2 separate regions of the Anas platyrhynchos genome follow, and region 2 is linked to region 1. Evidence: chromatin contacts called from public Hi-C data. All regions are on one chromosome and are shown on one strand. The core of a region is the stretch at or near the end of the contact, and the rest is flanking DNA. Distances in the headings are between cores, read along the strand shown.

The links. Hi-C and Micro-C count contacts between places; a contact is called where the count stands out from the background.
Region 2: a contact with region 1 is called in a Hi-C map of F1 follicle, with 4 times the contacts expected there. The contact joins the promoter of CDK8 here to the enhancer-like site in region 1. A contact is called at or near these places in 3 of 8 Hi-C or Micro-C datasets (F1 follicle, skeletal muscle and subcutaneous adipose tissue).

What each region holds. Positions count from the first base shown.
Region 1 is chr1:186,039,986-186,046,633 of IASCAAS_PekinDuck_T2T, forward strand. WASF3 (WASP family member 3) reads right to left here. Exons shown (of 11, transcript XM_027469517.3): 11 at 4,967-6,648. Among named protein-coding and RNA genes, the nearest start is that of GPR12, 31 kb to the left of the region's middle. Within about 2 kb of position 2,641, at least 1 of the 8 cell types and tissues checked has an H3K27ac peak or open chromatin away from gene starts, as enhancers often do.
Region 2 is chr1:186,219,616-186,226,835 of IASCAAS_PekinDuck_T2T, forward strand. CDK8 (cyclin dependent kinase 8) reads right to left here and starts at 2,493. Exons shown (of 13, transcript XM_027469486.3): 1 at 2,019-2,493. The coding sequence starts at 2,146. It overlaps RNF6 (ring finger protein 6), which reads left to right and starts at 5,514. Exons shown (of 5, transcript XM_027469477.3): 1 at 5,514-5,644; 2 at 6,337-6,418.

The sequences.
Region 1 (6,648 bases), core at 1,391-3,890:
TTGCTTTTACCTTCCAATACTTCTCCATTTCCATTGCATTTACTCTTCTTGAGCCTACAGTTTTTTGCACTCCCTATCTCCTGGGCAGCATTGGAGTATCCCTGGATTTAGCAAACAGATAGGTTGCAGCCCAACAAAACAGAAGCAATGCCCGCAGCAGGCTGGTAATTACAGCAATCGTGCAAAGCTCACACCTGGAAGCCTTAAAATTGAGCTGTGCTTTGGAAGTACATTTTACCCACACATTCCTTAAACATCCACCCTGATTTTCCGTGCTTTACTTTGCGAGCAGAAAACACCCCTGGTTCACTGCACTCCTTTTAATAATTCCTGCATTCATGAATTTTAGAAAAGATCTATTTACTATTTAAATGCCATCTTAATCTATTCGCCCTAATCGGGTAGCAAGGCCAGCAGCGTGTCAGTGCTGTGTGTACTCCCACGCCTCGTATGATCAATGAAAGAAATAAAGGCTGAAGCACACAGATGGCTGGATTGAAAGGAAAGGTCATTACATACGGGAACTGATGAGGTGAAGAGAATAAAATATGTAAGGTGACCTTCAGGGAGAAGGTTAAAACTTTGCCTCGCCATCCAGAGGGCATTTTGGTGTGGAGATAAAACAAATACAACGTGGCATCAATTATTCATTGAGATATCTTCACCTCTTCTTTAGCACAGGAAAGATCTTGGCCTTTCTCTTCTTCCCCATCTCGGTCCTAAAATCTCTATTTTCCCATTTGCCATTTAAGACAGGAAAGAACACCCTGAATTTATGGTGTTATTGTCCCCGTTTAACTGAGGCATCCTGCACTTCAATGTTTTTTCTCTTCCTATAGCATCTAAGAAAAGCCAGACAAGCCTCCGTGTCTCATCGCAAACAACCGTAGCTGTTAGCAGCTGCCTCCCAATTTGGTGTATTTTAACAAGATTTAGAAATCCCCAAAGTGAGGATTTATTATCTCTTTCAGCAAAGAATGAAGTAAATCTATCAAGCCGTATAAATAATTCATACAAATTCTAGAAACGTATCGAGGAATATAGGTCAGGAGGGGCAGCAGAGGAGAGGGGTGGAATGCCCTTCACTTGGAGCATGTGGTAGGCCTAAATTCAGTTTTCCAGACAGATTATGTCAACTTAAAGAATGGAGATGGCTCTTAAATCATTTAAAAAGCAAAGGGTGACTTGACAGCCGCTAGGGGTTTTGAAGAGAATACGGAGGATGAGATAAAATACAACTTTATTTTTCAGATAAGAATTTGTCTTATGTAAGTTAGGTGGGTACAAAGAAGGCGATCTTGGGTATCTTTGTAAAAAAAAGGTTTGTGATATGTCACAGTGGTGATTTTCAACAGTGGAAGGAAGCCAGCGATCCATCACCGAGAGAAGCAATGAGGCAACCAGCAGGAGCCATAGATTTTGAGTAAACTCCAAATGCTCCCAGGAACCACTGACATTTATAAATAATGGAAAGCTGAGTGTATGTCAGTATTTCAAATTAGAAACCGAAGCATAGCACTTCACATGTGTATTGGGTTTATGTGGCGAGGTTTTGGTAGTGGGGGCTGCAGGGGTGGCCTCTGTGAGAAGAATCCAGAAACTGCCCCGCGTCAGAGCCGAGCCATGAACAATGTTTGCACCTCTGGGAGAGCAGATTGAGAAAGGGGGGAAAAATCTGGTGAGCTACGGCAGCTGGGAGAGAGGGGTGAGAGCTGAGAGAGCAGCAGCCCTGCAGCCCCCAGGTGAGTGCAGCAGGAGGGCAGGAGGTGCTCCAGGCAGGCAGCAGCAGTTCCCCTGCGGCCTGTGGAGAGGCCCCTGGTGGAGCAGGCTGTCCCCCTGCAGCCCATGGGTCCCACATGGAGCAGATCTCCACGCTGCAGCTCCTTTACACTGAGTGTTTTGCCCATGACAGTAAGTGGTGAGCAATCTCCTTGTCCTTATCTTGGCCCTTGAGCCCTTTTCCAACATATTTTCTCTCCCTCTTCTTTTGAGGGGCAAGGAGAGACGGGCTGTGGTGGGGTTCTGCTGCCCATCGGTGTGCAACCACCTCCCTTTGGCTGCCCTTTGAAGAACATGAAACACACAGAAGAAAATTCTTCTTGCCCAAATGCAGAAGCAACATCCACAGCATAATGGAAATCAGAAGCGGTTTAGGCTGCTGCTTGAAACCAGCCTAAGAAAAAGTTTTAGGAAGTACGCTAAATTTGGAAGGAAAACAAAACACCAGAAGGAAGAAAAGAGAATGGTGCAGAGGGACAGGCTGCTGGCGAAAATCAGCAGTGGACTAGTAACTTCAGAAAAGCAAAAGGTAATGCTGCAAGGGTTGGCGACTGCATCCAATTTAAGGGTGAAAAGCAAGAGCTGCAGGCAACTCAAGTCAGAGAAAGGTAACTGATAAGGGACTAGGAAGTTTTTACTAGAAAATTTACTACAGAAACAAAGCATTAGCAGCAGAATTACCCTGAAAAATGAATGAAGAATGAATCAGTTGGCTGCCATTGCGAGGCATCACAGCTTCCATGAGAACTGGAGGAAAGCTAGCGAGGTGAGCTCTGCCACATCCCTCAGCACACACTGTGGGACTCCTGCTTCCTAGAGCTGCTCTCACAGACACTTGGGACGGACAGCCCAGGATTATTGCTTTAGGGTAGGTTCGCCAGATTCCCAACCCTCATTTCCTTCCCTTCCCCTGCATCACGTTGGTGTGAGTGAGCGCTGAGCGGGACGGCAGCTGTGTGTCCCTCCGAGGCACTCAGCAGCACTGTCACACCACGCAGAGGACACCAAGCTGCTCAGACCTCTAAGGAGCGGCTGCCCTCAGCCCTAATCCCTGGAGTACTTTGCATGTGGCCTCCCCAGGAGCGCAGAGCACGAGTCCCTCCTGCTCCAGCTAATCAGATAAGAACTTCTTTATTTATCTGCGACATTAAGGATTAATCTCCAGAGACTACTATATTTAGCTAAGAGTCTTAAAGGCTACTTGTTTTCTTACGGCACTGAAAAAAAACACCAGCCCGGCACAAACATCTGAGACTGCTTCCCCCACGTACAAGCATGCACCCGCATCACCCGGACAAGAACTCACAGCTCCAGAGAGATGTGAAGATATTGGATAGCGCGTGAGCAATCACTGCCTCCAGCTAAAGAAGGCAAATACAAAATTCCTTCTCCCTGTCCTGCACTTAACATTTTTCTTTCCAGTGTTCCCCTTCTTTCTATTCCCCTCTTGAAAGAAAGATGTTTGACTGGAAACCTACAGCAAGTCCTTCTAAGTCCCCACACTTCCTTTCAAGTCCTCATTGAACAACCTGCCCAAAGCTCTGCTCGTTCTTTTGTGGCTGATGCCAGGGCCTGAGGGCTTCCAGCAGGGATCATTTATTTCCATCCCCGTACATCGCCAGGCACATTGATAATGCTTCAGTACCTGAACACAAAGCTGCATCAAGATGCTGCAGAAGCTCCTTGTACACGTGTGTGTGTGCACATCCCTAAGTACTTGTAGCAGAAACCCCTCAAACTCGCTCAGAATTAACAAGGCAGCCCGGCTGCCCTCCAAAGGGCAAGAAACTTTCCCCAGAGTTGACCCCACCAGGTTGGAGCTCTGTGTAGTTTTCAGAGGAATCTTTGCATGGCTCTCAGCCGCAAGACTGGCATTGAATTTCCATTATCTGCAGGTTTATACCCCCTTCAGCGTACGTTGATGTTTTAAAGTAACACATTCGCTGCACTCTTTAGGTGTGTTGTGTCAAGTGGAAAGGAACACCTCTTTCGTCTTAAAAACAATGCCCAGCACGTGATGAGGCAGCACCTGAAAAATACATCCCAAAAACAGATTTTCCAACAAGGACTCTTCCTTTCCTGCTGAATCAATTCACACACCGCAAACTTGGATCAGATTTGAGCTTGTTCTGAAACTGCATGCACCTCTCTTACAATAAAGATCTCCATTCAGTTCATCTTGGTTCTGAGAAATCTGAAAAACCAACAATCCAACTGGTCTGTCAGGTTAGCTGCAGGGAAATACTCTTTAACATTCAAAATATTAAATAATATTTAATATCCAAAAAGAGCCATAAAAGCTGTAGAGAACAGTAAGCTGAGTGATGTCAATCATCAGTCCAACTGATACATGAGTATTTACCGTGTTTAAATACTGGTATCAGCTGGCTTTACTAAATGAGCCTTTGAATCAGAGTTGCAAGTCCATATATTCAGTTTGTATTTAGAACTGGTGTCTCTGCTCTCAATTACCTGAATTAAGTTCAAATCAGAGAAAAAAATGTGCACTAGAAGGACGGAATTTTCAGTTCTGAGTAAAAATGAATTCATTTTTCCAGGGAACAACCAAGTTTAAAATGCACAAATAATCTGTTTAACTTGCAGTTAGGCTACTAGGTTACTCAATAGTTTTATGTGAGTTCTTCCCATCATGATAGAAAAGCTTATCCTGTTACCATGTGAGGTTTTAACTCGATTAAAAAATTTAATTACAAATGCTCTGTAGGAGGCAAACATGGCCTTGCATTTTACAGTAGTGTGCTTGGTATCATTAATCTACAAAGACTCTTCCTTATAAAAAAGGTGGGGGGAAAGGGGCTTATTAATACCATTGGTATGTTCTGCCCTGTTCTCTCTGAGAGCCAAGGTGCTGCTTAATGTTTCCCTAAAAAAAATTAACCTATCTGTAGGGAAATTAATACCTGTATACACCAGCCAAGAACTGTAACTCAGAGTTTGAATCCAGGTTGAAAAGAAAACAAAAGTGAATTAGGAAAAAAACATTAGTTAGGCACAGCAGTGCCTTAATGAAGTCTGTATTCGCAGACTCTGGCCTATGTCCCAATAAAACTGTGGCTCCTGGGATCACAGACAGCATTTAGAAGTGTTCTATTTTCATTTCTGTTATTCAACAAAGGGATGACGTTTAACGGTAAAATCTTAGTAATCTAAGGAAAGAAAGACAGGCTCAAAAGTGAGATTTTATTCATATCTGTTACTTATTCACAACCCAAAGTATGATAAAACTGATAAAAAGAGCCTAGAATGTTAGTTTACATCACTAAATTCACATTTTTATTAATTAATACTGAAAGGAAAATGACAACATAGCAGGTTCAGAAAAACAGGTTGGCTACTAAGACTGAAAAATCTACACCACCTTAACCGGTCACAACTGGTTGCTTGTTTAACGTTTATTATTTAAAAACAACAAATTACAAAATTTCAGATACACCCAGCCTCTGTGCTCATAAAATAAATCTTCTGTCATATCAAACTTCAGGAGAATGGAAAGAATTTTCTGCTGATATATTTCAACGCATAGTAAAAGAATACTGAGTGCTCTCCCCACCTGTACAGCAGCGTAACACTGCAGTCTGAGTCGCGCCTCGATCCGACTCATCTGGAGAACCATTTTGCAAGCCACCATGCAAGTGCGTCGTTATGATCAGGATGAACCATCCCTCGTGCATTAATGAAACCATCATCAAGCTACGGCCTCTGTGGACACGCAGACCTCAGACTCCAGTGCACAAAATAAAGCAAAAAGTCAGCTTTGTATTTAAGGCAAAGACGAGAACTGATCTAGCAAACTGAGATGAGTACCTTCAGCTGCCACTGATTAACAGGAACTGTAGTTGCAGACTGCATTATGCAGAGATCGGTTGTACTTTATAAGATAAATCTTTAACATCAACATTGAGGCAGCACGTTGCCACCCTACCATATAAACAACCATCACAAATTGAAAAAAATATATGCAGGTTCAACAGCAATGAAATATCCAGCAGCTTGCATGCAAACATCATGTTAGGCTGTTACATTCTCAGGACTAAAAACTGTTAATTGTGTAAACAGAGGTTAGATAATCATCTTCCATTTCATTTTATTTGTTTTCATTTTTATATACTCTTTTTCTTTGTAATTTTTAAGAACAGACAGGGCCTCGCAGAACAAAGGTGTTTTACCAAATGTTTAGACCTGGAATTACGCTGACTTCTGTAACAAAGATTAAAATTAATCTGTTAATGAAATAACTTTCTCTTCTTATTAATACATTTTAAAAGCCTCATTAGGCAAAGCAGCAGCCCTACTCCCAGTCCAAAAGAAAAAAAAAACATTTTAATACTGTATTGTACTGAGAAAAAAAATATGATTTACTTTTAAAGGAAACAGCCGAAGCAGACTATGTCAGCAACTGTTCCAGGGGAAAGAGAAAAAGAATGCACACAGACAGCACAGTACCTAAACAGCCATTAAAACTGCTTTATCTGCCAATAACTGTTACATAAATGCGATGTACTAGGAAAGAAATACATTCAAATTAATGGTAGTTTTGAGTAAATGTGCTACAGGAAACCAAAAACAATCTGTCATGACTATACATACACAAATCAACCAACAAAACTTATTTACAAATATTTGTACCTACAAGCATAAGGACCGAGTTTAATACTTGTGAAATGTATCTGATTGCTAGATGTAGACTGGCAGAGTTCCATTCCTCAGCAGTAACAGCACAACATTTCTACACTGCAACAACCACGTGGCTTCAGTTGGGTCTATCCTGAAATTTTTGTGTCCAGTTGATCTGTATCATAAAACTGAAAAGCTGTGCAGGTGTTTTAACCCTCTTTTGTAATACCGACA
Region 2 (7,220 bases), core at 1,243-3,742, 180 kb after region 1:
AGTTACCTTCCTCGGGCTAGGACACGTAGCCTGGATCCTCATCACCAAGAGCTTTTGGACATAGATTCACACAAACGGCACTGCTCAAACACAGCTCTCCTCTGTAATTGTTCTGTTCATTACACACCCACAAGTAGAATGTTACTTCAGAAAGAGCAGCCTCAGTATTTCCAACAAAACATTTGCAGTCCTGAGGTACAACTTCAAAAGTACCCTAAAACACGTGATGCATTTTAACAGACATGGAACTTGTGTTATTTTAAATAAGATTTAGAATTATATAATGCAGTTCAAGGCAAACGCTTTTTTTCCTTCACAGGAAAAAAAACAATGCGAGTTCAAGCAGAAGACAGCAAACAGCTTAACGCATGGAGAAAGTTGGAGCTGCATGAGCTCGACCAAAAGAGGAGGTTGTTTATTCCTCCGGCAGCATGAAACGTTTGGGGGGTGTTTAAACAGCGTTGTCTGGCATATAACAACGCACAAGCGTGGTACTCTACCTTTCACCCACCCACCGCTGCAACAGGCACGTTATCAGGAAAGTGAACTGCTATTCTGGGTTTGCTTTTGCAATCTCTCTCTTTTTGATACAGGAATCAAAATGGAATCTTTTACCTCGAGCCTAATTCCAGCCATTCGATTCAGCATCACCTACGTGCAGCTATAGCATAAGCCATAAAAACACCCGCAGATATCTACGTCTTAAATGTTTCAGAGATTGTCTGAAGGCATATTTGAAAGAGAGTTTGCACATATCTGGCAGGGAAAGGGGCAGGAAAGGAAGCACTAAGGGAACAATAAGGCAAAAAAAAAAAAAAAAAAAGGAGACAGTAATTGCAGCTCAGCAGACTGCTGTTAAAGTGGTGTTAAACACCGTATCTTGATTCCCCCACCCTCCTGGAGAGAGAGGATTTAAAAATCACATGCACTTGGAGAACACAAAAATTCTGCTTCAAATCCCCCTCTAATTCTCCTTTTCAAGCACACGATCCCATTCCCCTGGAATTTCTGGAAATAACACCACCGCCATCAACTCTGACCACGCTCTCCCTAACATCGTCTAGCAGACTGATAATTTTGCCGAATGAAATAAATAAGAAATCAGACGAGTTGGGAGCGACTGCTGTACACAGCCTGCAGGATTCCGAGGCAACCCGTGCGAGCAGCAGCGGTTAGCTGACTCATAGCAGCAAGCCCAATTCACGCCGAAATAACTGCGCTGCGATTAATATCAGCAGATGAGATAAGCCGCAGCCGGTCCCGCTGCAGACAACGGCTCGAGCACTGCTGGAGAGAAAGCTTCAGAGAAAGAAGCTGCTCCCATTTCCAGCGAGAAGTTAAAGCAGGCTGCGGGCAGCTATTTAGCGAAGGTAGAAATGACGCCCAGACTTCCCAAAGAGGCTTTCTTTCACTGCCAGGGCACAGAGCGCTGCCGCCAGGCTCCCCGCAATAACGGGTGGATGCAGCCCAGGATTTAGGACCTGTTAGCACAGCCGCTGCCTCCCCGGTTTCTTTTGCTTCCCACTCGCTATTGTTCTGGTGCCATGTCAGGGATTAGTGGGAGCTGGCTGACAGTTCGCCCTGTCTTTCTCTACAGGATTCGCACAGAGAAATTTGTTTGCTCCAGTCTGTGCTAAGCAGTGCCACAAAAAACGAGCCCTGAGCGCATCCGAGAGCCCTGCAAGGACCAGCAGCCTGCGGCTCCAGCAGCAGCCTGCGAGAGCACCTAAAATGGTGCCTACAAGTGATAACCCAGACAGGAAAGCCCCGTAAAAGAAAAAAAAGGAGCCGCTCCCCGCTCTGCAAAGCGGGGCTGAGCGCTTTAAGCCCTCCTCGATCCCCCAGCACCCCTCCAGCCGGGGATGCGACCCACAAAAGCCGTCAGCACACGGAGGGGACGGGACGGGCAGGGAGGGACCGAAGGGACCCCAGAGGGGGCATGGGGTGAGAAATGGGGAGGGGGCACGGAACTGGGGGGGGAGGGGGGGAGAAGGGGAGAGACACGGCTCCTCACTCACCCGTCCTTGCGCTTGGCTTTGTAGACGTGCCCGTAGGTGCCCCTGCCCACCTTGCAGCCCTCGTACTCGAAGAGGTCCTCCACCCGCTCCCGCTCGCCGGTCAGCTTCACCTTGAAGTCATAGTCCATCTTCGGCGCCCCCCCCCACACAGCCACCACCACACCGGGCAGCAGCCGCCGCTGCCCCCCCCCACAGGCAGCCGCGCACCCCCCGCCCCCCCGGCAGCAGGACGAGGAGGAGGAGGAGGAGGAGGAAGACGACGAAAAGGAGGAGGAGGAGGAGGAGGAGGAGGAGGAAGGCCCCGGGCCGCCCCCCGCCTCCCTCCCCAGCCCCGCTCCCCGCCCGCCCGGCGGCACCCAGCCGGTCTCTCCCCCGGCGGAATACGGCCGCGGCGCCTGACGGCACTGTCGCAAAGCGGCGTCGCAAAACCCCCGCCGCGGAGCCGCCGCCGCCTCCTCCTGCTCCCCGCCCGCCCGCCGGCCGCGTGGAAGGCGGCGGGGCCCCGCCCCCTCGCCCGGCCCGGCATGCCTTGCGGCGCGGGGGACGATGGGAATTGTAGTGCGGTGGGTGGGGTGGGCACAGCGCGGCGCGGGGCATGACGGGAGTGGTAGTCCCGGCGGCGGGAGCGCGGGGCGCGCTGGGAAATGTAGTCCTCAGAGAAGGAAGGGAGCTGAGGGCAGGGGCCGCCTTCTCTGCAAAATGTTCATTGTTTTCGTTAATTTTCCCTGCCAGCTGCGTTAAATGCCACTCACAACTAATATATAAATCCATTTTTTGCTGCGTTGCTCTGTTTGCACAGACTTTTTAGTTTGGGACTGCTTCCCAGGTCCCACACGGGCTCTTCGTACCAACCAATGCTCAGTCACACATCCCCACGCCACCAGAATGTCCACTTTGTTGGTGATTCTTTTTTCTTTTTCCTCCCTTTTCTGTGTGTAAAGAAAAACAATCGTACTAGCATAGTATGCACAACTTCTGGAAACCTTGCAGTTGCTAATGTGCAGATGTGTCAGCAGAACACCAGCAGCATTTAGGAACGCAGTTTACTTAAAGCTAAAGTGCTGCTTCTGCAAACAGTTTGGTTTGTAAAGAGCAAAATTCTGCATTTTGCACTTAGCTATAGCATTGATCTGACTAGTGAAGTGTCCGAGATTCTGGCAGGAGTGCAAGTTACCAACAAGCATCCACCCGAATGCAGTGGGACATCAGTTCGCCAGATGCGTGACCATCTTCAGTAGCTCTCTGTCTGATTGCTTCTGAAGAAGTCAAAGAATCAGTTCTAAAGAATCTTGACAGATCAAAATTCTGTTCAGGATACTTTTTTTTTTTTTTTTTAATTCAAAATAGCCCTACAATAGGAAAATAAACCCTAATTTTATTGTTTTATATTATTTCAACAAATTGCATCATAGGAAGGGATCTCTGGAAGTTTGCTAATTCAATATCTTTCTTAAAACAGGGTTACTATTAAATTCAGGTTGCCTGAGGCTCTGTCTTTAAAACCTCTATGGAGGGAAGATTCCACGGCCTCTGCAGGCCTGACTGTCCTCAGGGTGAAAATTCTTGTCCTTATACCTACCCTAAACATCCCTTCTTTTAAATGTATGGCAACAGCCTCTCCTCCCGCTGTGCACTTGGGCAAAAAGCCTGGCCCTGTCTTCTTTGCCAGCGCTGGCAGGCTGCCCCTTCTCCCAGCAGAATGAGCCCTGGTGCCCACAGCCTCTCACATGGACGTGCTCCAGCCCATGACCATCTTGGTGCTCGCTACTCAGCTCCCAAAATATTGGCAGCTTACCAATATTTTTCAGTATTGATATTGTTCCACTGAGGACCCCAAACCCGAACACCGTATTATTAAGTTCTGTATTAAAAGGTTCTGCCCTACTTACATATGTAATAAAATCTAATAAGGTTACTTTCTAAAGACTGAACAATCACATTAAAGCAGACTTTCAGAATTTACTTTGAAAAAAAAAAAAAACAGTAATTGCCTGAGGTTTGCTGCCCTCTAAAGGCTACCTTTATTATTATTGCAGAGGAAGTATTTTATTGTGGGAAGTATCCCTACAGTGCAATAATAATAATAATCGAGGAAAGAAAGATCTACTGTTGTTATTTTCGTGCTAACTATGTGGCATAAAATAAACAAATACTGCACATAGTTATATTGTACTGTTGTGAAGCATGAATATAAAATTAACAGAGAATTCTGCACTGTAGGGAAGGTCAGTAGAAAAAGTCGAAAAAGGAGTATTTCAGTAGAAGCTTTGAGTAAGGGTATATGAGTTTATTCATCTATTTTCCTAAAATATATTATAACCTTCTTCTGGATGAGCAGTCCGTATATGGGCTTGATAGAAGTGAAGTTTTTGTGTTTGACTATGATTACTAAACATAATACTATGAGATAAAAAGATTTTAATAACAAGACAAAAGAAAATTGTGGGAAGAAACCAATTTTTTTTTTTCTCTAAGAGAGCCAAGCATGACTTTGTATACAAGGCAGGTACTCTGGCTTTTATTACCAGAGTAAAATTGGTGCTCAGGAAAGACTATTTTAATTATGCCAGGCCAGGGAAATCATAGTATAATGTGGTAATCACTAATTATTCCTGGTGTGGCAAGGAACCTGAATAACAACAAGGGTTTCATTTCTTTTATACACGCAATATAAAGGAGTGGCCCCACGCATAGCCTCAGTGCTAAAAATTTCCCCCCATGCACTGTCAATTTGTCTGGTGGAAGTCAGTTACTGGCACAAAAGAAAGGTAAACTAATGAGAAAACTAAATGTAGCATGTCTGTAAACTCTTTTCTCAACCAGAATAAACAAATCCTGGAGTTTGTCGTTAAAATGGGGAGCAGAGGTTATCATCCTGGACACCAGAGCCTCGCTCTTCCCCTCACCTCACGCATTACAGAGGGGTCGGTTTTACATCAAAAGCAGTGGCATAACAAATATCCACGCTTCGTGTATTTCTGAAAGGAAATTTGAACAAAATTATCAGCAGTTTGGATACCCTAGGAAGGAGGCGCTTTTACAGAGCTAAGGTATCCTTGCGAAATCCTCTCCTTTTGCTAACAGTTCCTACGAGTTGTGAAACGCGCCTGTCGGGAGCAATCTGCAGAAGCAACTCAGAAGGGAAAGTTTGTGTACAAAACTTTTTTTTTATTATTTTTTGTGGAAAGTTTGTGTACGCTGTCAGCATCATGTGGGATTCGTAAAAGGGTTTGCAACCGGTGTGAAAAATTTACACGGCTCTACGCTTCGAATGGGGGGGGAGTGCGGAGAACAAGGTAGGGAATGCAAAAAAAATAAAAATGAAGAAGTGAGAAAAAAATATATATTTATTGAGAATGTATGAAGGGATGTGCTTGAAGGGGAGACACTACAGGACGAGGCGAGGCTCCTGAGGCGCCGCCGCCCCCCTTCCCCTCAGGGCTCTCCTCACAGCCCCGCCCCGCGCGCGCCCCGCCCGTTGGCCCCAACGGCCGCGGCGCGCGCCCCGCGCATGCGCAGGGCGGCGCTGGGCGGAGCGGGGCCGGGCTCGGAACCTGCGCGTCGCGGCTGCCGGCAGCCGCCCGGACCGCAATCGGGGCTGGAGCGCGCCGCCCGCACAGCGACGGGTCGGTTGTGAGGAGGGAGTTTTATTTTATTTTTATTTTATTTTTTTTACCTGTTTTTCAGCGGTTTTACCTCATTTGCTTTCCCGGCCGGGAGGGGAGGGGGAGAACGCGGAGCGGGGCCGGGCTGTGAGGGCTGCCCGGCCGCACGCAGCCCCGGCACCCCCTTGGCCGGGCCCTGCTGGGCACCGTTGGAGGCCGGCCGGGCCCGGCGGCCGTTAGCGGCGGTTGGTGGCGGTTGGTGGCGGTTGGGGGGGGGGGGTTAGAACGCGGGGGGAGGGGGCGCAGCGGCAGGGCCCGCGGCCTACCGCGCCCCGCCGCCATTGGCCGGCGGCCGGCAGGCGGCCCGCTGATTGGCCGCGGGAGCTGTCAATCACTGCGCGCGGCACCGCCCCTCCCTCAGGCGGCCGGGCCGGGGGTCGCCGCCGGCCGCCCCCTGAGGCACCGACCCCGGAGGGGGGGGGGGGGGAGCAGGGTCGGTGCCTCACGGCGCTGCCGCTTTGTCTGTCTGTCTGTCCGTCTGTCCGGCCTCACGCAGGGGCTGGTGGGTCCTCTCTGTCTCTTTTCTCCCCCTTTTTTTTTTTTTTTGTTCCGATTCGGTGAGATCATCTCGCCCGGAGGCTGGAGTGTGACAGCAATGCTAAGTGGCGCCGCCGGTTCCCTCGTCTAAACGCGCTTGTCGTCCTTGCTTGCAGCCGGTAGCCTTGCGGGAAATGGATGCCCGAGGGAGGTGGGGACAGGAACCCGCGGAAGGGGGCCAAAACCTGAAAGCCTAAGGTATATGGAGCTTAGGTAAAAACGAACGTGTGTCCTAGCGAGTGCGCTGAAGTAGCTGTCAATTAAGGAGTAAAAGAGTCTCAAGCTAAATTTTCCACCAAACGTGAACTGTTGCAGTGTGACACCTGTTTCTTTGCAATGCAAGAGTAATTCCGAGTTGTGAAGGCCTTTCAATTCCACATTTTTACACCTTACCACTGAGAACCCTTCAGCTCGTCAATACTCATAAGTATCTTGAGTGCCAGAGCATTTCATTATGGTGCTCTTGATACCCTGCAAATTTCAATACCCTAAAATACTTCAAGGGCCAAAGCACTTCGTTTTGATGTTTGATAATAATAACTATGGGTAGTGGATGCCATGCAAACAGATGGGACAACCGAACACTTCACACTTCTTATCGTTTCTAAGTGAGTCATTTAAAGAGTGTGACTAATCGCCCTACCATACAGTTGTCAACAAAGCAGTGTTTTTTTTCTACCACCCACGAAAACTGAGGAAGAGGTTTCCAGGTTTTGTATGGATGCAAAATGAAAAGTGAAGAGTCTCTTTTGAGCAACAGTTGGAATGTAGATTGAGGGAGACGGCATGCGATGGACTTTTCATCTCTAGAACTTAGGACTGTTCTGTGCAGCATGTGGCGATACATCCAGGAAGTCAGTTAACTTACTGGTAGGGCAAACAGCAGCACTTACTGTCAGGCTTTCAACTAAATAACAGCTTTAAATGAATTTTATCTGTCCTCTTCCCCTTTTCTGTTTATCTCAAGTTGTAAGTCATCAAGGGCAGAGGCACTTTCTGT